Regions from separate parts of the Sus scrofa genome. Here region 1 is linked to region 2. A link is a contact called in public Hi-C data. All regions are on one chromosome and are shown on one strand. The core of a region is the stretch at or near the end of the contact, and the rest is flanking DNA. Distances in the headings are between cores, read along the strand shown. Region 1 holds the start of SH3GLB1 (SH3 domain containing GRB2 like, endophilin B1). Region 2 holds the start of HS2ST1 (heparan sulfate 2-O-sulfotransferase 1).

Region 1 (5,073 bases), core at 1,537-4,036, 140 kb before region 2:
ATGAGGTAACGACATTTTGCCCGGCAGTACAAAAAATAAAATACATATCATACTACCTAAAATATCTCTTTTATAAAAGTTGTGTTTATTTTTTTGTGCTAAAAACTTTAGGGACCATTTCAGATGTTTGTCACTTTCTACGACCTTAGAACACTGCTTTCATAATACCTTGTACTATTGCAATAAGAAGTTAGCATATGCGACAGAAAAAGACAGCTTCGGAAGGTGATCTGGATCCCTTACCGCAAGACCAAGCCTCCAAATTAAAATCAGGTTACTAGGTTCAGGCTGGAGTTGAAGCTTTCAGAGCACTCTGAACGCCCCCTCGGTATATTATCAGGTGTATAATTACATGTTCAATTTCTGTCCTACCGCATTAGTTGCAAGCTCCCAAGGGCGGGCTGTCTGGTTGCCTGATATGTTTCTAGTCATATCAATGCTGTGTATGCGGCATATAGGAGACATTCAAAAAATAGTTACTAAACGAACGAATGAAAGAAGTGTAACTGAAGTCACGATTAAGAAATTAAAGAGAACAGCAAAAAATAAGTGCTAAACTCCATGTTCAGGAACCCCTACTGTGAAGCCATCAGAGGTCCCAGCCAAATAGGCTGCACAAGTCCAGGAGGCAGCGGGAAAACCAAGACAGGACAAGGCCTTGGAGGGGCGTGTTGTTGGAAAGGGGCTGGAGAGAGTCACTGCGGAAGTTGCCGAAAAGGCTGTTTGATTTACCAGGAAATAACTGGCAACCTCGGGAATGCTGTTTAGGCACAGTTGTAGAAGCGGAAGTCAAGGGCACATTCGGCAGGAAATTCCAAGACGGTAAGAACAGTGAGGAAACAGAGAGGATACACTGGTCTCCGGAACGTGTCAGTGAAACTAGAGAAACTAGGGCTGAACAGGAATAAGTGAAGATATTTCTTCCTCAAGTCAGCAGATCTACAAGTTTGAGGAAGAGGATCCAGAGTTTTTTCCTCTAATGGTGAATGCAGTGTCATGATCTTTTTGCAGAAATGGACATGGATTATGATATACTTGTGAATATACTTATTGTGAAGACAAACATCTGGAAAGAGATAAAGTGTTTTCTACATAAAAATACAAAATGAACAATAAATGAAAGCCAAGAATCCTGATTATATATTTCCTTCTCCATATTTCTGGAAAAATAAGTTAAGATACACATGGAGTAAGATTCATTCTTTTGTAGTTGCCTTGGGGGGAAAAAGGCTGTTTCTGTCACCACCACAAAGAACATAAATATTTGTATGTTATTTGCTATTCCTTATAATATGCTTAGGCTCTAATCTTTGTGCCTTTAACAGCCACCGCTGCTATGGCTGCTGTTTCAGTAAAACTCAGAAGCATGAATGTGAGCTCATGTCACCGCCCACCGGGCCTGCTGTCACTTTCCCAGCCCTAAAGTAATAAAAGGGCAACACAACAAATGCATGGAGCCTTTTCTTATACTTGAAATTCTAGTCTCCCCTCCCTCCGTGCTTGTACCCATGTGAACTTCAATCAAGCATAAGCTGTGTCCTGAGGCTGCTTAACAAGATACTTGGAATTACGGGCTTTTGCGCAAATTCCACGTCACGGGCTCCTTAGTTATGAAAATTCACATGTATTCCCATTCGTTATTAACGTTGACATCGTACCCCATTAGTTATCAAGCCCGCCTCGCCCAGCGGCTAAGGGTCCCTCGGTGTCGCTCACCACCGTGCACGGCCACGTCCAGCCTGGCTCTCCGGGTCCCGGGCGCCGCGTTCTGCACCAGCAGGCGCCCAGGGTCGGACCTGCAGCCCAGCAGGTGAGCGCTGCCGCGGGCGGGGCTGGGGTCCCTGGAGGTCAAGAGCCGCCCCGAGAGCGTCCTGAGGCGGGGACAGGCCTGGGCGGTAGGTGTCCCCAGCACGGGTTGCAGTCCTGGTGCCCAGCAGATGCTCAGCAATGCCGAATGAATGAACAGCGGGCGCCGCGGGGACTTGACTTCAAGTCTGTTCTGCAAACGTCCACGAGCGCCATCCGGGCGTCAGGCACCAGCGGGGCGCGGGACCTACAAGACTCATTTCACAGGTGCTGTAATTCTACGCTACAACGTCCCCATTTTCTCCTAAAACAAAACGGGGGGTTGGGGTTCTCTCTGTTCTGGAGGCTCAGACCAAACTGCAAACGTGCAGCGGCGCAGCGGCCCCGCGGCGCGCTTCTCGCCGCGAACGCCACCCTCCCTGAGGGGAACGCGCCCAGCTCCCGGCGCGCCCCGCGGCTCGGCGGCCGCGGTCCTGAAGGGGACGCTGTTCCCGCGATAACCTCGGCGGCCGCAGACCTGAAGGGGTCGCTGTTCCCGCGATAACCCCTGTAAAGGCCCCGCCCCGCGGCCCCGCGACCGCGGCCCTGAAGGGGTCGCTGTTCCCGCGATAACCCCCGTAAAGGCCCCGCCCCGCGGCCCGCGCTCGCTTCCTCCGTTGGGGACCCGGCCCCTCGCGGCGCGGACGCCGGCCGCTCTCCTGGAAGCCCACCGCGGCCCCGCCGGCGTTCGCGGCAGCTCCCCCTGAAGGGACAGGCCCTGCGTCCCGGCCGCCGCCGCTCGGGCGCGCGGCCGGCTCCGAGGCGCCGGTTCTCGCCGCCGCCCCGCCCTCCCCCCACGGAAACGACAGCTGCGGCGGGGCCGGCGCCGCCTCCCTCCGACCACGTCCGCCCCCGCCGCGCGCACCCCGCGCCCCAGCCCGGCCGCCGCGCCGCCGCCTCCCGGTAGGTCCGCCGGCCGCCGCGCCCGGCTGCCCCCAGGATGAACATCATGGACTTCAACGTGAAGAAGCTGGCGGCCGACGCGGGCACCTTCCTCAGCCGCGCAGTGCAGGTACCGCGCGGGGGGGAGGGCGGCGGCGCCCGGGGGGCGGGGAGGGGTCGCCGAGGCGGCCGCGCCCGTGGTGCCGGCTTCCGACCGCCCGCGGGCCTGCTGCGGCCGCGGCCCCTGAGGGCGCGGCCTGGTACCCTCTGCGCCCGGCGGCCGTTTTCCTGCCCTCCTGCCCAACCGCCGCTCGGGCAGGCGCCGCGGAGCGGGGCCGGGCCGGAGCCTCCCTTCCTCGGGAGGAGCGGGGCCGGGCCGGAGCCCCCCTTCCTCGGGAGGAGCGGGGCCGGGCCGGAGCCCCGCTTCCTCGGGAGGAGCGGGGACGGGCCGGAGCCCCCCTTCCTCGGGAGGAGCGGGGCCGGGCCGGAGCCCCCCTTCCTCGGGAGGAGCGGGGACGGGCCGGAGCCCCGCTTCCTCGGGAGGAGCGGGGACGGGCCGGAGCCCCCCTTCCTCGGGAGGAGCGGGGACGGGCCGGAGCCCCCCTTCCTCGGGAGGAGCGGGGCCGGGCCGGAGCCCCCTTCCTCGGGAGGAGCGGGGCCGGGCCGGAGCCCCCCTTCCTCGGGAGGAGCGGGGACGGGCCGGAGCCCCGCTTCCTCGGGAGGAGCGGGGACGGGCCGGAGCCCCCCTTCCTCGGGAGGAGCGGGGACGGGCCGGAGCCCCCCTTCCTCGGGAGGAGCGGGGACGGGCCGGAGCCCCCCTTCCTCGGGAGGAGCGGGGACGGGCCGGAGCCCCCCTTCCTCGGGAGGAGCGGGGACGGGCCGGAGCACACCTCGAGCTCGGCCCCGGGCTGCGGCACCTCTCCTCCTGCCTCTCCGACGCCGAGGCCGGGGCCTGGGTGCGCTCCCTCCCGGGCGGGCGGAGCCCTTGCGCGTCCGCGAGGGGCCGGGAGACGGCCGTCCTTGCAGCACCCCCGCCCTGTCCTCCGGGCTCGCTCCTCGCCGGGTCCGAGAAGGAAGTTTGCTTTCCTAACCCTCTGTCGGGACAGCTGCCAGCACAGCGCCCCGCAGTCCTGCGCCCGGCTGCCCGCGTCCGGACTCAGCCAAGGCCGCGGGCTGGGGTCCCACTGGTTTTCAAAGTGGGGAGCACAGGCAGTGGGGCAGCGAGAGAGGGGGTGGGGTTCTTGTCGCGCCTCCAGTCACAGGGACATTTTTCGAAAACACTTTAGGGGGAAAGTTGAGTACCTCGCGTATTCAGAAATTAAGGAAGTGTCAGTCCTGGGAACTCGGGACAGTTTTCTGCAGGCGCCACCCACACTGTGCCACCGCGGGGAAATCTGTGAGCAGGTGTGAATTTCACAGTACGGGGTGTAAACAATCTGGCGTTTTAAGTTAATGGCACAGTCACAGTAGCAACAGCATTCTCTTTTGTAAACAGAAAACAAAAATAGTTTTCTAATGTAACATACCCGGCTGGTACTGAAATGTAAGTCATTGTGAAACTTTACTGCTTTCCTAGTTGCCTTTAGCCCACTTTTTTTGGCATAGTTGACGCTGCACGATGCTTGACTTGTAGAAGAATGGAAGAATTAGAGCAAGACACTAGCTGTTTATTTTAGTGCAAATTCTCAGTGATTCTGGTGCTGAATGCAGATTTGACACTAGGTAATGCCACTTTGAAATAAAGCTGGATGTTTTCGGGTACATAATCCCCACTGCTTAAGTAGGACATACGTATTATGGTTTGATTGAAGTGGTTGATCAACTTCATGTAAAAAATCTGGCACAGCTCTCAAGATGTGCTTCCCACGTTAATTTCAGTTATTCACTGTTTCAAATTCTCTAGGAAAAAGTTTGAAAATTCTATCTTCTGTTAGTTATCAAATAATTTTCAGTCTTAAATACTTCACTGTCTGCTCCACATCCGCATGTTACTGCTGTTTTGGCCAGTAGTGATACAGCAATAAATAAAATCGCCAAAATTTCTGCCCTCCTGGAGTTTACAGTCGAGCGGGAAAAGACAAACTAAGTACATTAGAGAAAAAAGCCAAAAAAGATTAGTTTAGGACAGGGGTGGTGGTTGCTGCTGTTACATGAACATATTGGAAAGGGCAGTTTTTTCTGTTAGGATCAAATTCAGAAAGACCTCAACGAAGTGACACTTCTCCCCTTTTTTTGTTTTTTTGTTTGTTTGTTTGTTTCCTTTGAGGAAAAGCATTTCAGGCAGAGGTAACAAATGCAGGATCTGAGGTTGCAGGGGTGCTAGAGAGACCAGTTAGGGAGTTGTGG
Region 2 (4,859 bases), core at 1,865-4,364:
GAGGGGTTGAAGTGAACAAATATGTAGTAGGCACCATACAAAAACACATAACAGAGAAATGTTCCCTGGACTCCCTCGGGCTACACTGTCCTCGGCCTGGGAGCCGCAGGAGCAGAAGGTACAAACCATGCAGCTGCCAATCTGTAACGCAGCAGGAGGTGCGGCGACAGAACAAGCAGGAGAAGGCGAAGCCGACTTGCCGGCCTGGCAACGGACCCAAGCGAAGCCCTGCATTGTGTCTACACCCCGAACTGGCAGGAGAGAACCCGGTACGGGAGACGTACTAAACAGGTGGCCCCAATTCGCCTCATCTACCTTCGCGTTCCCCCAGTGGAGGGAAACGCTGCGAATTAAGCCGGATAGACAAACACTAGCCGTCAGGGGAGGGGCCCTGTGAAGGCACCCTGGGGCCAGGCTTCGTGTAAAGGCAACAGAGCGTCCCTGAGGGCTCTAACAATGCTCGTCCTGAGCTTTGGAAAGATGACTTGGATGCTCCAGAGCCTGGGCCAGTGACAGGTTCCTAGGGGGGCAGCGAATGTGACGGGCTGGGTTCAGCAACCCGGCCAAGGACACATGGAAGGTCACCTGTGAGACCCGACTGACCAAGGGCTCCCCTGCCCGCCTAGGTCAACCCCTGTCCGTGGCAGGGCCACGGTGACACGTCTCTGGACAGGAGACAGGAAGAGGAGACACATCCCCTGGCACCCGCCCCGCCTCTCCCACCACCAGCCCTTCGTAAGCAGGACTCTACATCGCTGCTGAGGCCATCTGGGGCTCAGTCCCTCCGCTTCCGACCCCTCATAAGTCTCTATGCTTTTCTGATTTGGCCTGTATGTTCCTCCCTCACAAACCCAACAATTAGGAAATGGGAGAAAATGAGGTAAGGAGACCGGTTAGAGGGGCTGTGGTGGTAATTCCAGGAAGCAAAAACGGGGCCCTGAATTTAGGTACTACCTGTGGAGGTAAAATGAAACGAGCTGCCTTGGAGATTTTTAAGGGCTTAATGAAACTAACTGGGTTCAGAGAGTGAAAGAATTTAAAATGAAGTGACCTACTGGAGAATGACAGGTTATGTGGACGAGAAGCAGGCCCCCCTGCTGACAGCACCACTAAGAATGAGGCCCTCTCGGATCCTTCAGTTCAGCGGACCTACTGGCTCTGCACGGCTGCGTAAATCAACCGGGGAACTGCTCTGCAGACCCACATATCGAGGACAGACTGTTACTGTAAGCCACTAAGTTTTGGGATGGTTACAGAGCCACAGATTATGAAACAAAGAGGTAGGGAAATCAGAAAAAGGCAACTTGAAATGTTCTTTTTTAATTTTTTCGTGGTAGTGAATGCAAACTACCTAAGACTGACAAAATTTTTTGAGTACAAACTTTAGAGAGGAGTTTTCCAGTACTTTCTAAGGCTTCATATACCTGAATAATGGAATTACTGTAAAGCTCATCAGCGGAGAAATCAATCTACCTCCTGGGTGAGGTTGCAAAAGGAAACAGGATCTTCAAACTCCTTGATGAAAAGTAAGTCCAGGTGTTTGTGTAAGCCTTTGGTTTACGGCCTAACCCCTCGACACCTTGGGTAAATTAATTAAACCAGGTCTCTAGGAGACTACTTTTCAGCAGGCTCAGTAAAGAGAATACCTGAAAAATTAGGCTGATAAAAGACACTTGTAAAAAGTGTTTAATAGGCACTTAAGCACAGTGACTATTAAAAATCATCTTATTCACATAGTTAAACCTGTACTAAAAACTTCTAAGGAAGAATCAGCAAATAGGAAGATGTTTGTGAGTGAAAGGAAAATAGGTCAAAATTAGCCTTTCTCCATTTAAAGATAATAGAACACATCTGTCCTGTTAATAGAGACAAAATTTAAAAAACGTGGTTAAACATTTCGATTTTTGAAGGCGATGAAGGCTATCATTTTAGACAATCAATTTCAAAAACATTAAGCTTTTGTTAGCATAGCTCCTTTTATTGCAACAATGGAGTTTAACCACAAATGGCACTGAAGTGGCGGCTCCGGAATGCCAGAGAACAGAGATAAAAGGCGTCTAACAGGGACTCGGAAACCAGAGCAACTGAGAAAAAGACCTTTCTCGAAGACCTGGGAGTCTTGTCACAAGGAATCACAGTTTCTTGCATTTTTGCCTGTTTAAAAACCATCCTCACCCCTTTGTAAACTTTCCTGCTCTTTCCCCCCTTCCACCGTGTGTCTTACAGATTGCGCGCAAGACAGTCTAAAGTCAGGAGAAAGAGCCGCTGGAAACCCGGGGCGGGAAGGATCAAAGCCGGAATCAAGCCACGTCGCATCCGGGCCGCCGCAGTCGCTGAGGATGCCCGGTCCTCCCCCCTTTCCAGGTGCGGCTCCCAGGCCGGGCCGGAGGCTGCGTCTTCCTCCGCGCGACCCTCCCTGTGCGCCCCGGGGCTGCCGCGGAGGCGACCTCCACTCACCATCTGCAGCGCGGTCGCCAGCAGCAGCCGCAGCCCCAGCGCCGGCCCGAGCCACCCGCCCGGCTCAGCCGCCATCGCCGCCGTCTCCCGTGGGGCTCCGGCCGCCCGAGGACCCTTGTGCGAGGGGCGTCCACTCCAGAGCCTGATCCAAAACAGGCTGCAAGGGCCGTTGGCCTCAAGTTTCTTATTCTGCATAGACGCGCGTGAGCGAAGAGCGTATGCCAGCTTAAAGGGGACCACGTGCCTTTACATGTGACGGAAGCCTGAAGTCGCGGGCTCCTTTCGACAACTCACTTCAGGCATTTCCCTAAACTCCCCAAATCCGTGCTTCCCGGGGCTCCTTCCTTCCCTTCACGACGTTTCGTCAAGCCCCCAAGAAGCCCCGCCTCCTCCGGTCTCGGCCCGCCTCCTTCTCCAAGTTTACCCAATAGCATGCGGCCTTGGTTAACACGTACGGCAAAGAAACCAACCGTAACACGAAAGGAGAGCGAACGCGGGCTCTTCGGTCCAATGAGCACAACCGAAGTGGAGTAGGGGGCGAGGTCTCTGGTTGCCGAGCAGCGTACGTGGGTGCGTGCGCGTGGTGGCGGGGGGGGATGGGCAGGGGGCGGGGCCGAGGCGGCGCAGCCGCAGCCGCAGCGCTGGCGGAGGAGCGCGCGGCCGCGAGCCCGGGAGGGAGGGAAGGAAGGAAGCGAGGGAGGCGGGCAGCAGGCGGGCGGGCGCGGGGGTCGGGGACGGAGGCAGCAGAGAGAGGCTCGAGCCCGGCAGCCGCCTCGCGCTGCGTTTGCTGCGCGGGCTTCTGCAGGGGGCGGCCGTGGAGGCGGCGGAGGGAAGCGGGCACCGGCGGCGTCGGTGCTGGCGCCTGGGGGCGGGGGACCGGGGAGGCGAGCAGGGGGGTCGCTGCGGTGCTCCTTGGGCTGTCGCGCTCTCCCTGCCTTTCTCCGGGCTCGGTGGGCTCCTCCCGGCGTCTCGCTCGCCTCGGGGCCCCGATCCCCGCCCCCCGCGGTATGTCTTGATCCCGAGCGGCGGGTTTCATGGGGCTCCTCAGGATTATGATGCCGCCCAAGTTGCAGCTGCTGGCGGTGGTGGCCTTCGCGGTGGCGATGCTCTTCTTGGAGAACCAGATCCAGAAGCTGGAGGAGTCCCGGTCGAAGCTAGGTGAGGAGCCGGCCCCTCGGGCTGAGCGGTGTGTGGAGGGGCCGGGCCCGGGAGGCCGTGCGCCCCGGGCAAGTGGGCGCTCGTCTAGCCTGGGGTCTGGCTCGACGGCTGGGGGCTGAGAGGGTGCGCAGAGACCTGGGTCTGGGGCGAGCACCGGCCCCAGAATGGTGTGCACTTAGCTTGGGTGGCACGCTGGGCTTGCGAGGTCACAGGGCAGAGGTCGCAAGGCTGGGCTTCCCCGAAGCAGGCATTCCACGGGGAGAGCCAGAGGAGCTCCAACTCGTGGGGAGCGGCTGCTCACTGCCGAGGGAACCGCTCAGGCTTGCGTGTTTGCTTCGTCGTGCGGAAAGCCCCGGCGGTGTCGGGCGAGGGGATTCTAATTTGAGGTATGGGCCCCTGGAGACGGAGCCTCTGGGGCGCCGGGAGGGTCGCGGAAGGATGGATGCGCAGGAATGGAGGGAGGTGCTGGAATGACGGTGAATTGCAGCGAGGTGCACTCCTGTGCTGGGGGCAGCGAGGCACCGTACAACTGCCGGGGGACGTAGGCTGCCCAGGTAGGGCAGGAAAAAGCTTCCACGAGGGGGGTGGAAACGAGGCATCCAGACGCTTACATTCTTTTTTAGCGGCGCTAAAATGATGAATATTCTGAGCTTAAGAGTAGGAACGTACCAGCCATAATGGAGAAAATAAAAATCATTTTAAAAGAAAAAAAAAAAAAGAATAGGAACGTACGTGTATGTTGCTTGTTGATGCTGTGGATCTGGAAGAGGGGGGAACGCCGAAGGGGGATTGCTATAGTGAGATTTAAGTTTATGAAAGGAAAAGTGAGAGTATGCAAAAAGTTTACCATATGGTTAAGGACCTGAGGAGTTAACAGTGCTTGTTTTAGTGTGTGTGGGGGGGTCTAAGCAGAAGTTGGAGTGCGAGGCTGTGAAGGACCAGAAAAAGGCGCAGAAACTGGGTACTCTGAGATCAGTAGGAACTTTGGCGTTTGGAAAGAGCTCGGATGAGGAGGGCGTGTTAAAAGAATGTCAGCAATACATTTTGATTTAAAGATGCGCGTGGCACTTAAAAATCATTTCAAGAGGCTGAATGTGGAAGTGTAATGTGAAATATTTCTATGCCTACACTTTCACCTCAGCATCGTTTTAAATACTTTGTGAAAAGCAAACGATGAAATACCAGCAACATTATAATTTAGACTAAAAAGTGACAAATAGGTGCTACTGGGGGTGATGATTAAT

What was found. Hi-C and Micro-C count contacts between places; a contact is called where the count stands out from the background.
Region 1: a contact with region 2 is called in a Hi-C map of skeletal muscle, with 2.6 times the contacts expected there. A contact is called at or near these places in 5 of 47 Hi-C or Micro-C datasets (blood, embryonic fibroblasts, heart right ventricle and 1 more) and 1 of 2 datasets of targeted methods (alveolar macrophages).

The regions. Positions count from the first base shown.
Region 1 is chr4:129,393,184-129,398,256 of Sscrofa11.1, reverse strand. SH3GLB1 (SH3 domain containing GRB2 like, endophilin B1) reads left to right here and starts at 2,786. Exons shown (of 9, transcript NM_001168421.1): 1 at 2,786-2,857. The coding sequence starts at 2,786. It overlaps ODF2L (outer dense fiber protein 2-like), which reads right to left and starts at 2,206. Exons shown (of 14, transcript XR_002343752.1): 1 at 1,717-2,206.
Region 2 is chr4:129,256,627-129,261,485 of Sscrofa11.1, reverse strand. HS2ST1 (heparan sulfate 2-O-sulfotransferase 1) reads left to right here and starts at 3,114. Exons shown (of 7, transcript XM_001925492.6): 1 at 3,114-3,615. The coding sequence starts at 3,492. It overlaps SELENOF (selenoprotein F), which reads right to left and starts at 2,543. Exons shown (of 5, transcript NM_001085443.1): 1 at 2,458-2,543. The coding sequence starts at 2,532.